Linked DNA regions of Rattus norvegicus: region 2 is linked to region 1. Evidence: chromatin contacts called from public Hi-C data. All regions are on one chromosome and are shown on one strand. Each heading gives the region's core, a stretch centred on a gene start, on an enhancer-like site or on the middle of the called end of the contact. The rest is flanking DNA. Distances are from core to core; before and after follow the strand shown.

The links. Hi-C and Micro-C count contacts between places; a contact is called where the count stands out from the background.
Region 2: a contact with region 1 is called in a Hi-C map of mammary epithelial cells, with 1.7 times the contacts expected there. The contact joins the promoter of Cep131 here to the promoter of Baiap2 in region 1. A contact is called at or near these places in 2 of 12 Hi-C or Micro-C datasets (hepatocytes and mammary epithelial cells).

The regions. Positions count from the first base shown.
Region 1 is chr10:105,718,721-105,725,939 of GRCr8, forward strand. Baiap2 (BAR/IMD domain containing adaptor protein 2) reads left to right here and starts at 2,836. Exons shown (of 14, transcript NM_057196.1): 1 at 2,836-2,950. The coding sequence starts at 2,897. It overlaps LOC102555825 (a long non-coding RNA gene), which reads right to left and starts at 2,742. Exons shown (of 2, transcript XR_358061.3): 1 at 1-2,742.
Region 2 is chr10:105,866,053-105,873,271 of GRCr8, forward strand. It overlaps Cep131 (centrosomal protein 131), which reads right to left and starts at 2,745. Exons shown (of 26, transcript NM_001108310.1): 1 at 2,585-2,745. Tepsin (TEPSIN, adaptor related protein complex 4 accessory protein) reads right to left here. Exons shown (of 13, transcript NM_001100729.1): 13 at 6,311-7,219.

The DNA of each region.
Region 1 (7,219 bases), core at 1,586-4,085:
CGAGATGAAACCACTTATATAACTCAACTAAAAATAAGCTCTTGGAGACATACACACTGGTGCTCCCCACCCCCAGTCCGTCTCCAGAGATGCCCACCATGAACCATGACCCGCAGTGCTGTAGGTCAGGGGCTGTTCCTGAGCACAGCCTTGGACCTGTGCTCAGCGTGCTTGTGTGGAGAAAGAGAGGCTGGTGCTCAGGGAAGCGGACACATGGGTTTATGGCTGGGGTGGCTGCAGAACTCCACTCGGGGAGAACGGAGTGGGAAAGCCAGCAACATATGAACATATGGACAATGGTCTGTCTCTGCCTCCAGTGACTTCTCTCAGAGCCGCTCACTCATTGAGACCTGCTCCCCCCCCCCCCCGGAACTTGGACTAGCGAGCCCTGCTCCCACCTCGGCACCCGCACCCTATAAGAAAAGCAGGGGTGTGTTGGAAGGTCTGGGAGGGTGTGCTGGCTGGCAGTCATCACCCTGGGTGACTCCTCTCACCGTTCTTCCTGGGAAGATGCAGGAGGAGCCGGACGACGATGGCTTCCTCCACATCGATGGACAGAAGGGGGTGCAAGCTCACACAGGGGCCACTATTTCCTAGCTGCTTGGCTGAACTTTTAGAAGAGTAAGCAGACTCCTCAGCCACCAATGTAAGGGGAAAAGGAGTATGATGAGTTTGTAATGGGCTTTGGATAAAAAGGAGGCAGGGAAAGAGTGGCCTCCTAATCTACTTGCTGATCTGTGATTGTCCAGCTTACAATGTGTCCACTGAGCAACCTGATCTCTGACCACTGGTGCCCCCTACTATTAAAGGAGCTGTTTCCTGGGTCAGAAAAGCTTCCATGATGAAATCTGTACTCAGGCTGCGGTCACCCCCAGTAGAGAGCTGAAGGGGACACAGGTCCCATCTCTCTCCTGTCCCCTTTCCACCCGAGGAAGTCCTGTCATGATAGCCATTTGTCACAGAGCCCTGAACTGCAGGCAGGATGGAGAGACGCTGTCACTCAAGTGTCCTGACACCCTCTTCCCCGGGTGGGCTCCTGCTGCAGCTGGCCAGCCTCCTGGGATGTGGACAGGTTTGAGCCGGCCACCCACATGAGTGTGTCAACGGGGTGATTGTAGGTAGGCAGGCCCAGGAACCAGCCTTGGGATGTTGTGAAAAGGGGAGTGGTTCAGGCCTTGGGAACTTTTCTGGGGGAGTTTCTACACCCTTTTCCAGACAGACCTCCAGTGTTTGCTGCCAGCCTCCACGTCTAGTTCTATGGCGTTGACCTGGGGCAAGCGTGGAGGGGCTGCCTCTACCCCTGTGCACAGCTCCCTGTTGGTTTCCTGGTCAGTGAGGGGGTCAATGTGTGGCTGGGTAGGTACTCTACTGGAGGGAGACGGAGGGGCAGCTGTGACAACCAGTTGCAGTGAGCAGTATTTGTGAGGTCCTTAATGGACAGGCAGTTTAAGCTGGCTTTCTGTCACTTACAACAAAAAGAACCCAAGAAAATAGATACACAGGGTTGTACACTGAAGTGACGTAGACAACAAGGAAAAAGCACACTGGAGCGGCTGGCTGAAGGAACAGGAAACCAAATCTCTGTCCTGTGTTTTCTAAACCTTTCCTTGTCCTTTACACACGTAGCAAAGTGAATAGGGGCCGTCCGAGTCCTCCTGATGTCTGAGGCCTGACAGCCGCTCCGTGGATTTGTGTCCTCTGGGTTGTTGGAGTGGCGTAACCAGCTGCCCAGGAAATGGATGCTGGAGTGTTATGCTTAATTAAAAGGAAACATTCAGCTCTGGTGTTTTACAATGTAAAGCAAATAATTCCTCTCTGTTCGCCTAATTTATGTAAATATTTCTCCAAAGGAACCGTGCTGGAACCCCGTGTGCCAACCTGGTCAGTTTTCTCAGCCAAGCCTTACCTTCCTTAAAGCATCAGCCACTGGGCAATTCAAAGCTGTGTTGGGAGGCTCCTCCCCCGGAGCTTACCACCCAACTCCGGTTCCCGCCCCAATCCCCTACTATACCACCCGCTAGGATTCGTTCCACGTCCCGCTTGCCCCTCTCCTGGGTCCTCTTCCCGGAATCCCAGACCCAACTGTTGGCTCCCACCCTCCACCCATCACCTGTCCACCACAACCACCCGCTCCAGGGCCCACCCTGTCCCGATCTTGCCTCCAGTGTTCAGGGTCCTCCCTCTAGAGTTGAGCACCTTCCCTCGTCTCCACCTACTCCGGCCCCGGGTGTCCTCCCTTCCGGAAGACCGTCCAGGGTCGACGCACTCCACGCCGACTCACCTGCAATAGCGCGGGAGCCACCGGCTCCAGTCGCGCACTCCTGAGGGACCCTTGAGGGCCTTCAACCCCGATCGCTGCCTCCCGAGTGCCACCTCCACGCGCGCTCGCGCCGGTGCCACCCGCACCGCCCACACCCCGCGCTAGCTCTTCCTGCGCCACCCCGCCCCCGCTTCCCGCCCCCAGGCCTGCTGTCGCTCCGACCCCCTCAGGCAGCTCTAGGGCCTCAGAGCGCGCAGCGCCTCCGCCTCCCAGCGACCGGCCAATCACCGCTCGCAGCTAGCCTCGAAGTCCCGCCTCTAGCTCCGCCCTTCGCCCCCGCCTCCGAAATCTACCAATAGGAAAAACGGCACGGGAGCGGGCCTGGCGGTTGCCTAGCAGCGGCTGGGCTGGGCGGGGGCGGACAACCGGGGGCGGTGATCCGGGCGCGGTGGGGGCGGGGCCCGGAGGCGGGGTTTTTATGGGGTGGGGCCTTCGGCGGCTATAAAAGCGGCGGCTGCCCGGCGCCGCGCTCTGTGGTCCTGGTCTGCGCGCCTTTTCCTGTTGCTGCAGTTGTCGCCTTTCTCACCGACACCCGTGCCCCTGCTCTGGTCTGTGGTGTAGCCGGGACCCAGGACCATGTCGCTTTCACGCTCGGAGGAGATGCACCGGCTCACGGAAAATGTCTACAAGGTGAGTTTCCAGCGTGGCTCCGAGTCGTCCCTAGGTCTTCAGGCCCGAGCAGGGCACCGGCTCCCGGACTGCGGGTGTGGTGGGCCGATCTTCGGTTGGTCACAGGTGGCCGAGCCGGCCCAGGGTCCTTACGCCCGCCGCGGCCCGTGCCGTCCCGGAGCACGAGTGGACGCCCCCACCCCGACGGCTCTGCTCAGCCCCCGCGCGCTCCCTCAGTACGCCTGTCTGCCCCGGCGTCCGGAGGGACCGAGCTGTACGGGGGCCTGGGCTGCTCTCCGAGCTGGCCTGGTCCGCTGCACCCTGGAGTGAGGGGAACGAGGAGCGGGGGCGGCGTGGAGGTTGCAGGCTGCCGCGGGCGGTCGCCCTGCGCTTGCTTGGCGCGGTGGCACTGTGGGGCTCTTCTAGGCGCTGTTATGCCAGCCTCTGGGCACTTTCTCCTCAACAGGCTTTCCCTTTCCACAACTCCTTTACGAGTGTTAATGGACGTAGCCCAAAGTGGGAGGTCGAGCGCGGACAGGTTGGATGGGTGGACAGATAATCCATCATCTTATGTAACCGCAGAGGGAGAAGACTAATTGTGTAGGAGGCTGGCGCGCCTGCTTTTGCTTCTGATATGTGTTAAGAGTCGCATTCACATACTAATCTGTGAAATGACAGTTTCTCATGGAAGAACTGCAAAGCCTTCTGCAAGCCGCCTGTTGTCATGTTCTGTCTATGCCTTGGGTACAGATGGACGGGCCATTTCCTATTTCTTCACCATGGGTTCTCACAGCCCTGGCCCCTCACAACAACACAGCGGGGGGTGGGGGGACTCCCTGATGGCACCGGGTCCACTGCAATTCGCAGTGACATATTTTTTTTTTCCTCAAGAGAGAAATCCCTGCCCTGCCCTGTACGTGGCAGTCCTCTTACAAAGCTTTATTTTAAAACTGTGTCTGGAAGGGTGAGTGAAAGGCTTTCGACTGGAGTCGCCGGGTTTTTACATGGACTTGCTGCTTCATGGCTGGGTGGGATTGTGCTCTGCTGGAGAGCAACAGTTTCTGACTGTGTGAACCAGCCACGGTTGTGCCTTTCTAGGCAGTGGCCTGTGAAAACCTCTTAGCTGTGCTTACTCTGCCGCCGGCAGCAGATGGAAGCCTCCAGGGTGGCCCCTTAGGTTTCAGCTGGAGTCCAAGGGGGCAGATTATACTTTAATTCATCATTTAATAAAGGCTTTAAAGTTGTAGTTACATGGGTGGGTGGAGGGGCTGAAGGAGCTCCAAAACCATGTTCTGAGCTGCCGGCAAACAGGATTGAGAACAGCCTTTGGGTTTTTACCGTTAGTATCCGTAGTCTCCATGGTATGCATTTCCCTCTTGTTGGTCTGCGGAAGCACATGCTGTCACGGGAGGGAGGTTTATTAAATTATTAGTCATTAGTTCCATTACGATTTGCTCTGTACTGCAGGGGATGGGAAAGAAATACTGGTCACAGTCTTTCCCCCTCCCTGTTTTTCTTGCTTCTTCACTGAAATCATTAAAGAGGAACTTCCATAGTGAGAGTCACGCAGGGTATGAGGAGAAGCTTTGCTCTGGAGAATCCCAAGGTTCTCCTTAATAAAACTCATGCCTGGGCAGTCAGCCTGCACTCAACGGCTTCGGGCCTCGCTCACATGCTGCTGTAATTCATCTGGATGTCCAAAGTGAGAGCTTTGCAGTGGTAGAGAGTCCAGACCCAGATCTAGATCATAGCACTTGGGGACGTCCAGCAGGATGTGGACTGGCAGGCTGGGAGCTCAGAGCGGAATCACTGTGGGTTGTTCCGTGTTCGGTGGGGCAGTGGTTGGTGCGTATTCCACGTGAACGTGAGGTGACCTTCATCAGCTTTTGAAATGTTGGACACAGGGAGGCTATAAATGTCCGAAGGGCTTTCTCGCAGCGTACGCAGGTGGCTCTTGTATCCTCTGAGGCCTAGCCACTGAGTCTTGGACTCCTGTGCTCAGTTCTCATTTTGTATTTTGTCACTGAGGAATCAGCCCGTGGTGTATGGTGGCGCAGGGTGGCGCTGGTATAGGTTGGGCGGCTTTGGCATGTGGGGTAGGGAGATACCTAGCCCACACAGAAGTACAAACAGGGCAGAGCCAGAGCCACTCATGTGTAGTTTCCAGGCCGGTCCAGCCAGTCTGCCATGCTGTCTTCTCTGGGACATGTAGTAACTGACTCCCTACTAGGGGCTGTTCCTATGCTGGTTGGTGCTTGCAGCCATGCTGGCAGTACCTCCTGAGAAGGCCGAGATGTGGCTCTGTTCAGTGTCACCCGCCATGCGGGCTCCGCTGTTTGCTTTGGCCCTTGCATCACTTCAGCTGCAGTTCTGAGTGGTGTTTGCCTTGGCAAAGAAGGATGCTTGTCCTTGGCCCTCCTGATTAAGAATTCAAGAATACAATGTACAGTTTTGATATTCCTCCTGGAAGAATGCAGACTTTGACCTCTTTCCTGGTGGCTCAGTTCCCTTGGGAGCTGTGTCCTCGGGGAATTTCATGGAAGATGAAGGGAAGAAAAACAGGGCAGCTTCATGACATTCACCAGAAGCTTATCCATAGGACTTTGGGCCCTTAAGGGGGAGCTTCAGGCAAGGAAGGCCCCTTCCTCCGTGCACAGGCAACACAAACTGTCTGACTGTGTTCATCCTGGGTAGCACCTGGATTGGGCATAGATTACTGGAGGCAGGGTCTACTGCCCCAGGTGAAAGAGTCTTTAGAATGAAGTCAACCCAAAGCTTCAGAGCCCTTTTGGGCCCCTCTGAGTATACACAGTGGCTTTAGTAGCTTGATGAGACCCTGGTGGGATGAGAAGGGAAGGTCAAGTTAGGTAATTTGTTGTTTTCAAGATAGGATCTCACTATGTATCCCTGACAGTCCTGGAACCAGGCTGACCTCAGACTCCGAGATCTGCCTGCCTCTGCCTCTCTACTGCTGAGATTAAATGACAGGCCTCCCCCCCCCCCCAAGTTTATTTGTGTGTGTGTGTGTGTGTGAGTGTGTGTGTGTGTGTGCATGTGTGTGTGCATGTGCGTGTGCGTGCACCACAGCTCCCATAGAGTGGTTAGAGAACAACTGTGAGTGTATGTGCTCCTCTGTGTGGGTTCTAGGTTGAACTCTGGCTGTCAGCCTAGTGGCAGGCACCCTCACCTGGTGAGCCGCCTCACCAGCCCAAGTAGGGGAATTGTTGGTGTTGGTTTTCTGAGACAGGGTTTCAGGCAGGCTAGGCCTGCCTCAACCTGGCCATGTAGCTGATGATGACCTTGAACTCCTGATTCTCCTGCCTCCACCTTCCGAGTGCTAGAATGAATAGGCGTGACTGAGCTTAGTGGTTTCCCGAGGATTATAGTCCACGAGGAGCCCTGGCTTCTGGGTACCCTACAACCCTCGAGGGTGGCAATTACTTCTTTACTACTGGGGCTGGGGATTTAGCTCAGTGGTAGAGCGTTCGGTCCCCAGCTCTGAGAAGAAAAAAAAAAAAAAAAAAAGAAAAAGAATAGTACTACTGTTCCCCTTGATACGAAAGCCGGTAGAAGCTGCTTGTGTTTCCAGGGCCTTGGGGCAGCGTGGGGGGATTGTTACCAGCAGCTATCTGGTCATGTTCCTCACACTGTGGCTATCGGCAGAAAGCTGTAGCTATCCAACAAAAGTGGCAGTACCAAAAGGTTCCTGGAGCAGTTGTGCTAAACACTTGTATTATGACTGGTCAAGTCCACCAGTCATTCCTCCTACATCCCTCTCACTCCCTTAGAAGGATGTTTTTGGGGAACTATGGAAGCATGGGACCGTAGTCTCTCTGCTCAGACCAAAACGGCACTTGTCCCTTGTTTTATGAAGGGTATCTACAGCAAAGTGGGGCTTCTCACAGGCACTGATTGGCAGCGCATGCCTGCTGAGAGGAGCGAGGCTGTGTGCGCGCTCGTTCCTTTTGTATGATAGGTACTTCCAGGGTGGGCCTGTGAGTAGAGAGGCTGAGTCTGCTCTCACTGAGCCGACACTCTGTGCCTGCTCTCACTGAGCCGACACTCTGTGCCTGCTCTCACTGAGCCGACACTCTGAGTCTGCTCTCACTGAGCCGACACTCTGAGTCTGCTCTCACTGAGCCGACACTCTGTGCCTGCTCTCACTGAGCCGACACTCTGTGCCTGCTCTCACTGAGCCGACACTCTGTGCCTGCTCTCACTGAGCCGACACTCTGTGCCTGCTCTCACTGAGCCGACACTCTGTGCCTGCTCTCACTGAGCCGACACTCT
Region 2 (7,219 bases), core at 1,495-3,994, 150 kb after region 1:
CCTGAGTGCTGGCATTGAAAGTGTGCACCACTACCTGGCCTATGTGTGCCTTTTACTCTTCTTTTTTTTTTTTTTTTTTTTTTTAGATTTTATTTATTGTATGTGAGTATACTGTGGCTGTGTTCAGACACACCAGAGGAGGGCACCAGATCCCATTACAGATGGTTGTGAGCCACCATGTGGTTGCTGGGATTTGAACTCAGGACCTCAGGAAGAGCAGTCGGTGCTCTTAACCACTGAGCCATCTCTCCAGCCCCGCCTTTTACTCTTCTTGAACTGTACCCAAGTATTCAACAGGGACAGGTCCTGAGGTGTGGACAGCCACGTCCCAGTTAAGCATGCACAACCCTTCTCACAGACATAGTGTCTCACCTTTAATCCCAGCACTTGGGAGGCAGAGGTAGGGAGGATCTCTGTGATATCTGAGGCCATCCTGGTCTACAGAACGAGTTCCAGGACAGCCAGGGCTACACAGAGAAACCCTGTCTCGAGAAACAAACAAACAAAAAGAGGAAGAAGAGGGGGAGGAGGAGACAAGACAAGACACCATGAAGGAATCTCAACTCTTGCACTCACAAACTCCACTTGCCCTGGACATCTGCGTCTACCTGCCACCAAAACTCTGGGAGGCCACCACTGGGGATGGCTGAGCTCAGTCAGGAGCATGAGAAGGCAAGACTGCTCTAAACCCTTGCTGGGCTCTGAACGGTGAGCAGTGAGTAGCTGGGGGACAGCGATCCCAGAAGTGCTAGCAGCAGACAGTGGTGGGTATGAGCCTGGCCCCGTCAATTACCCCAGCCCTAGGTCATTATCTATACTTTAAAAAAGGTGCATCTTCCTGGGCTATCCTGAGGTAAATGTGCCTTTGAGATTGGACCCTGGACATCCCTCAACAGCTTCAAGTCTCTCTAGTAGGATGTGGACTCCTAAGTCCCTGCATCACCACAGAACATCCATGAACTCTGGGGACCTGACAGCTGCTCTCTTGTTTCAGAGGCACCCTGACACCTCCCTTGCAGGATACTCTCTCTTGCTGTCTCCCACTGACTCTTCTCATCCCTGAAAGTCTAAGCCCACCCTGGACCCAGGCCCAGTCTCTCTCTTCTACCCACCCTCTCACCTGAGGACCATTCCTGGTCCAGGCCACTGGGTCCTCAAGGGCTTTGCACAAGTATAGCAGCGCTATCTGGCCAGGGCCCGTGCTCAAGTCACCCAATACTTCCGCACTGCTCTCAGCTCAGGTTACACCCACAGGGGAAAATCTGAGTACCTGAGAAGTCCGGCTCTGACCCTGTTCTCTAGAAGCATTCCACTGTGCATTAACTAAGCCTGCTGTTCCTCAAACCTAGGCAGTGCATCTCAGCACACGGCTGCATCTGCAACCCCCTTGCCTCCACGCCACCCCCATCAGTTTTTCTTCCATCAAACTGTTTTGCTCTCTCTAGGACTCCCTTCAGAGGACAGGGACCGTGCAGTCTCAGGTCCCGGGGGCCATGGGACAAATGTTAAGTGATTATTAAAATCCCCTTGCAATACGCAATGAGGACCCTGCATTCTGCTGCCTACAGGAAACACACCTCAGAGACAAAGACAGACACTACCTCAGAGTGAAAGGCTGGAAAACAACTTTCCAAGCAAATGGTCAGAAGAAGCAAGCTGGAGTAGCCATTCTAATATCAAATAAAATCAAATTTCAATTAAAAGTCATCAAAAAAGATAAGGAAGGACACTTCATATTCATCAAAGGAAAAATCCACCAAGATGAACTCTCAATCCTCATCTTCGGTTGGTTTATATACAAGTGTGCAATTTCTAGGCTTGAAAGTAAAATGATGCTATCTGGTGCTGGATAGAGGAGCCTTATTTTTTATTATGGCAGCTTGCTATTTTTGTAACATGGTGATTTGGTTGAACACAATAAAGTACAGTAGTAACTGAAAAAAATAAAATAAAATCCCCTTGCAGAATCAGGGAGCCGGGAGCATGCACTCACCACGGTCCAAAGTAAAGCTGCCTTGGTACTGACATCCAGGTGTGTGTGGTGGGGAGCAGTATCCCTACTCTGAGGCTGCTCTGCCATCAGTCCGGCCAGTGTCCTCTGTTAGACACTTCTGGTTGTGTAGGGGAAACCTAACACCTTCCCCTTCTGGGCACTGTCTACACCTTGGTGGACTCTGGCTGGCTCCTAAGCTCTTAAGTCTAGTGGACAAAGCTTTTTCAGGACCACGTGCAGCCAGTGAGGTTCTGGACGGTAAACATAGCCTCTCCATGGAAACCTACAAGCCAGATGACGGGAGGCTGGGGAGGCCAACCTCACCCTGGACAAAACCGTGACTCTCTCAGAAGCCGGAGGGGCAGGAGCCTGCTCCCTCGGGGGCCGGCTGACTCTTAGAGGCAGGGCTCTTGAGTAGCGCATTGCTGAGCTCCTCCACGGGCGACCCGCATCCCCCAGGCCTCTTAAGGTTTAAAGCAGGGGATCTGGGCCTCCCGACTGGACCCCACGGCGATCTTCCGGGACTGGGGGTACTGGGAACAGGCCGTCCTCGCTGCAGGGCCCGACCCCTCACCGCGAGACGCCCCTCACCTGCGCGGACCCAGCCTGGGGCGCAGGGCCCGTGGGCTCGGCCTGGCGGGCGCGGCTGCAGAGCCAGCCGGGGCCCCACCGGGCTGGCGCGGCCTCCGCCGTGGGTGACAATAAAGCGCTGTCCGCAGGGGCGAGCGGCGGCGGCTAGCAACCAGCCTGGCGCCTCCTCCGCTGTCCGTCACGCCGGCCCGCCTTTGCAGCGCGCGCCGCTCAGGGATTGGCTCTCCGGACGCCCTCTCTGATCTTCGGGTAGGTCATTGGGCCGTTAGGCTGTCCTGTAAGTCCCGGCGTGGGAGGAGCTGCGGAAAGCCAAGGTGGAGTGGGGCAGGCAGAGGGGCGGGGCTTTAGGAAGGCGGAGCTTGCGGGTCCTGGCACCCCTTGAGGACCCCCGCGCATCCCAGGCCCTCTCTAGTTCCTGGCGGGACCGCGCGGTAATTGTGCCACCTCTGCCCATTCTTTCCAACTGCTTTCAAAGAAGCTTTCGGAGTACATGAGTAGTGACTCTACTGCTGATAGTGAATAGTTGTGGGCTCTCCTGTCGGCCAAAGGGTTCGGGACACCGAAGCTCAGATGCCCTCTCCAACAGAAGTTACATTAAATAACAATACTATAAACTCAAATGCTTTAAAAAATTATCCGCATATATTATTAATTTTTATCAACAAGCGTGTGTGTGTGTGTGTGTGTGTGTGTGTGTGTGTGTGTGTGTGTAGGTTGGGATGGTGGTCCAGGGTCTTGCACGTGCTAAATAAGAACTCTGCCATTGAACCTCAGTCGTTTTTGTTCTAAGAAAGCATCATATACACCACATAGCCCAGGCTGTTCTCAAAACTCACTATATAGCTGAGAATGACCTGGAATTCCTGATCCTTTGCTTTCACCTCCAAAATCTGGAATTATAGGCAAAGTGCCACCACACCTGGCTTGCTCTTTCTATGATTTATTATGTGTATGTTTCTGCATCGTGTTGAGGGTGCTGGATCTCCTGGTACTGGAGTTATAGATGGTTGTAGGATGCCATGTGGGTGCTGGGAACTAAAACCAAGGTCTCTATGCAAGTAAGTGCTCTATCTTATCTATCTATCTATCTATCTATCTATCTATCTATCTATCTATCTATCTATCTGTTTATTTATTGGGGTGGGGCAGGGTTTTTCTATGTAGCCTTGGTTGTTCTGGAACTCCCTATGTAGGCCAGGTTGGTCTTGAACTCAGAGATCCGCCTGCCTCTGCCACCCAAGTGCTGGGATTAAAGGTGTGCACCACCACCATCCAGCATAGTAGGTGCTTTTAAACACTGATGGTGGCCTCTTTTTTAAAATTAACAGAAAAGGTTTGGTTTATACATATCAAAATTCACATCCTTTGGTGTACGATAACCACCCACTCAGAGTAGTACTCTTCTACTGTACACCATACCCCTGTACTGCTTTTCTTTGTTTAATCAGCTGCTTTGGGCACCAGCTGGTTGGGACCTTTTGTTCTGTCTCTTGAGGGAAATCAGAGACAAGAAGGCACAGCATGTCTTTCTACACCCCCCCCCCCCCAAAGCTGGGAGATTCATTCTGCTGTTCTCCCTGTGCTCCAGTCTGTAGCCAACATGTTACCTTACCCCTAGACTGCCCCAGCAACTGTTCCATGGTTAGGTACACACAATGGAAACAACTCTAGACATTCATTTACTCGCTGGCTTTGGAGTAAGCTGGGGTTTTCACCTAGGACAGGAATCAGTGCTATTTAAGAAACCACCAGAATGTTTTCCAGACGCTGCTGCCCAGTGTCGTGTAAGCTCCTGTAAGCTCCAGTTGGTATCTCTGTTCCCTCCATTTTTTTCTGTGACATTAATAGGTGAGTGGTTTGTTGTTGTTTGTGTGTGTGTGTGTGTGTGTGTGTGTGTGTGTGTGTGGTGTACACTGTCACTGTCTTCAGACACACCAGAAGAGGGCGTCAGATCCCATTACAGATGGTTGTGAGCCACCATGTGGTTGCTGGGATTTGAACTCAGGACCTCTGGAAGAGCAGCCAGTGCTCCTAAACACTGAGCCATCTCTCCAGCCCATGAATCAGTTTTCTTTTTCTACCATGTGGGTCCCAGGGATTAGATTCTGGCTGTCAGGCTTTGTGATAAAAATGCCTTTACCAGCCTAGCTATGCCACTGATCCCGTGTTCTCAGCAAGGCTTTCACATGAGTCTGCATGAGTCATGTAACCTAAAAATAGTCTCTCAGGGGCTGGAGAGATGGTTCAGTGGTTAAGAGCACTGACTACTCTTCCAGAGGTCCTGAGTTCAATTCCCAGCAACCACATGGTGGCTCACAACCATCTGTAATGGGATCTGATGTCCTCTTCTGCTGTGTTGGAAGACAGCTACAGTGAACTCATATAAAATAAATCATTAAAAAAATAGTCTATCAGTGTTTGGCTCATCCTTCCATTCCCTTAACTATGACATTAAAGCTTTGACATTTTTCCCTTTGATAAGTTTTGCTTTCCCCCCACCACAGGGTCTTAGTATGTAGACCTGGGTGGCCTAGAGCTCCCGATGTAGACCAGGCTGGCTTCAGCTTCATGAAGCTTCCATCTGTCTGCCTCCTGAGTACTGGGATTAAAGGGGCGAACCACCATGCCTGGTGTTTGACTCTTAGGCTATGGTTCTCTCTAAATTTTTATGTGAAGTCTGAGGTATGGGCCAAGATGTTTTAAGTCTTTTACATGTTGCTAGCTCCAACACCGTGAATGGCTACTACCTCCTCACTGAACTACTTACTTAACTGCAGATAAAGAAAACCCCCTGCCCAAGGGTGTGGCCCGGGGACCTGGGCTCGTCAGGTTCTACACCCAGGATGTGGATGCTGTTTCTGAACAGTTGTGTGTTTCTATCATTTTATAAGACACCGACAACACCAGCCTTGGCTAGCATAGCTGGGATGAACTCTGTCCTCTGGTCATGGCATCTGCCTTAACCTCAGCCACAGGGAAGGAGGGATTGAAGTGCCACCCCACCCCCACCCCGACTTCACCAACAGTCACTAGAGAAAGGCCACTCTTCAGTGGGACACTGCCATGCGCTTTTCCCTGCTCCTGCAACCCCAATGGAACCACTTGACTCACCAGCTGAAGCGATGTGAAAACCTGGGGTCCACAGAAAGATTTCCAAGAAAAGCCACGCTGTAGGAGTTGTTAAGAGGTAACGCTTTGGGGTTGGGGATTTAGCTCAGTGGTAGAGCGCTTGCCTAGGAAGCGCAAGGCCCTGCATTAGACACAACTGAACACCTGTGGAGACTCTGATGGGATTTGGAAAGACACCTCTCAGGCCATGATCACCGCTCGCTCGGCCTGGAGCAGCTCGACCATAGTGTCTGTTCAGAGTATCCTGGCCCCTTGCGGGTGAGGGCGAAACAGCACCGTTGAGAGGCTCCACCAAACACTTGGGGAGGAGACACCTGCTCTACTCAGGAAAACAAGTCCTCAAGGTGTGACTAATAATAATGAATAATAATAATAGTGACTAATTAATGATAGTAATAATAAATGGGGGCTGGAGAGATGCCTCGGCGGTTAAGAGAGCACTGACTGCTCTTCCAGAGGTCCTGAGTTCAAATCCCAGCAACCACATAGTGGCTCACAACCATCTGTAGTGGGGTCCGCTGCCCTCTCCTGCTGTGTCGGAAGACAGCTACAGTGTACTGACGTAAATAACATCTCTTAAACAAAAGTGGCACAGGCTGTGTAAACATCTGCATTTATTGAGAAAGTGCATGGCGCAGCTTCACAGGCTCTTCTGAGATGGACAGGAAGGTTCATCTAGACGAGACTCTCCCGTGTGCTGGAGAAAACTGTGGCAAGTTGTGCATCCAGAGTTGGGCCCCACAGGGGCTGACACTGGCAATGGCCACAGGGCACTTGGCTGAGGAAGCTGAGAACGAGGCCTTCTGGGCCACAGGCACCTTTCCAGCACCCTGTCCTCAAGGCTGTCGCTCCCAGCTAATTTGACCTCCATAAGGAAGGAAAGGAGATCAGAACATAACTGTGAACCAAGTCAGTGTTTCTAACCCTTATCAAGTGCTCATTTCTGAGGGTCAGCCCAACAAGGCTTGCCCAGGGTACCCAGCTGCAGCCTTGCTACCTGCCATCTGTCACCATAGGAGTTCAAGTCCATACGATCGTTGCCAGCTCCTAGCAATGGGACAGGCCCGCCTGGGACTGAGGTAGCCTGGGAGTTGGCCTCAGTGTTCAGCCTCCTAGAGACAGAGCAGCATGGGGCAGAGGGACTGTGGTCAGCAGCCCTGGGGAAGTACTGCCCTGCAGATGTACTGCACAAAGCGGGAAACCTCTGAGGCGGTCTTCAGCTATGGACAGACTGCTAAGAAGGTCTGTGTGGGTCTTGCCAGGAGGAGAGAAGTCAATCTCAGGGGCATGGCCAGAGTCACTTCCCAAGAAGCAGTGGATGTGCAGACATCTTCTGAGGCACTAGTTGACCATATTTTTCACACTTCCAGGTTGGCTGGTTAGCACTCAGGGCCCATATGTCTTCTTCAGTGACTGTTCTGAGCACTGGGAGGTCCATCCAGGGATCACCTGGCTCAAAGACCGCTGTACCAGTTTCCTAGGTGAAAGGAAGGGGCCAGAGGGGCA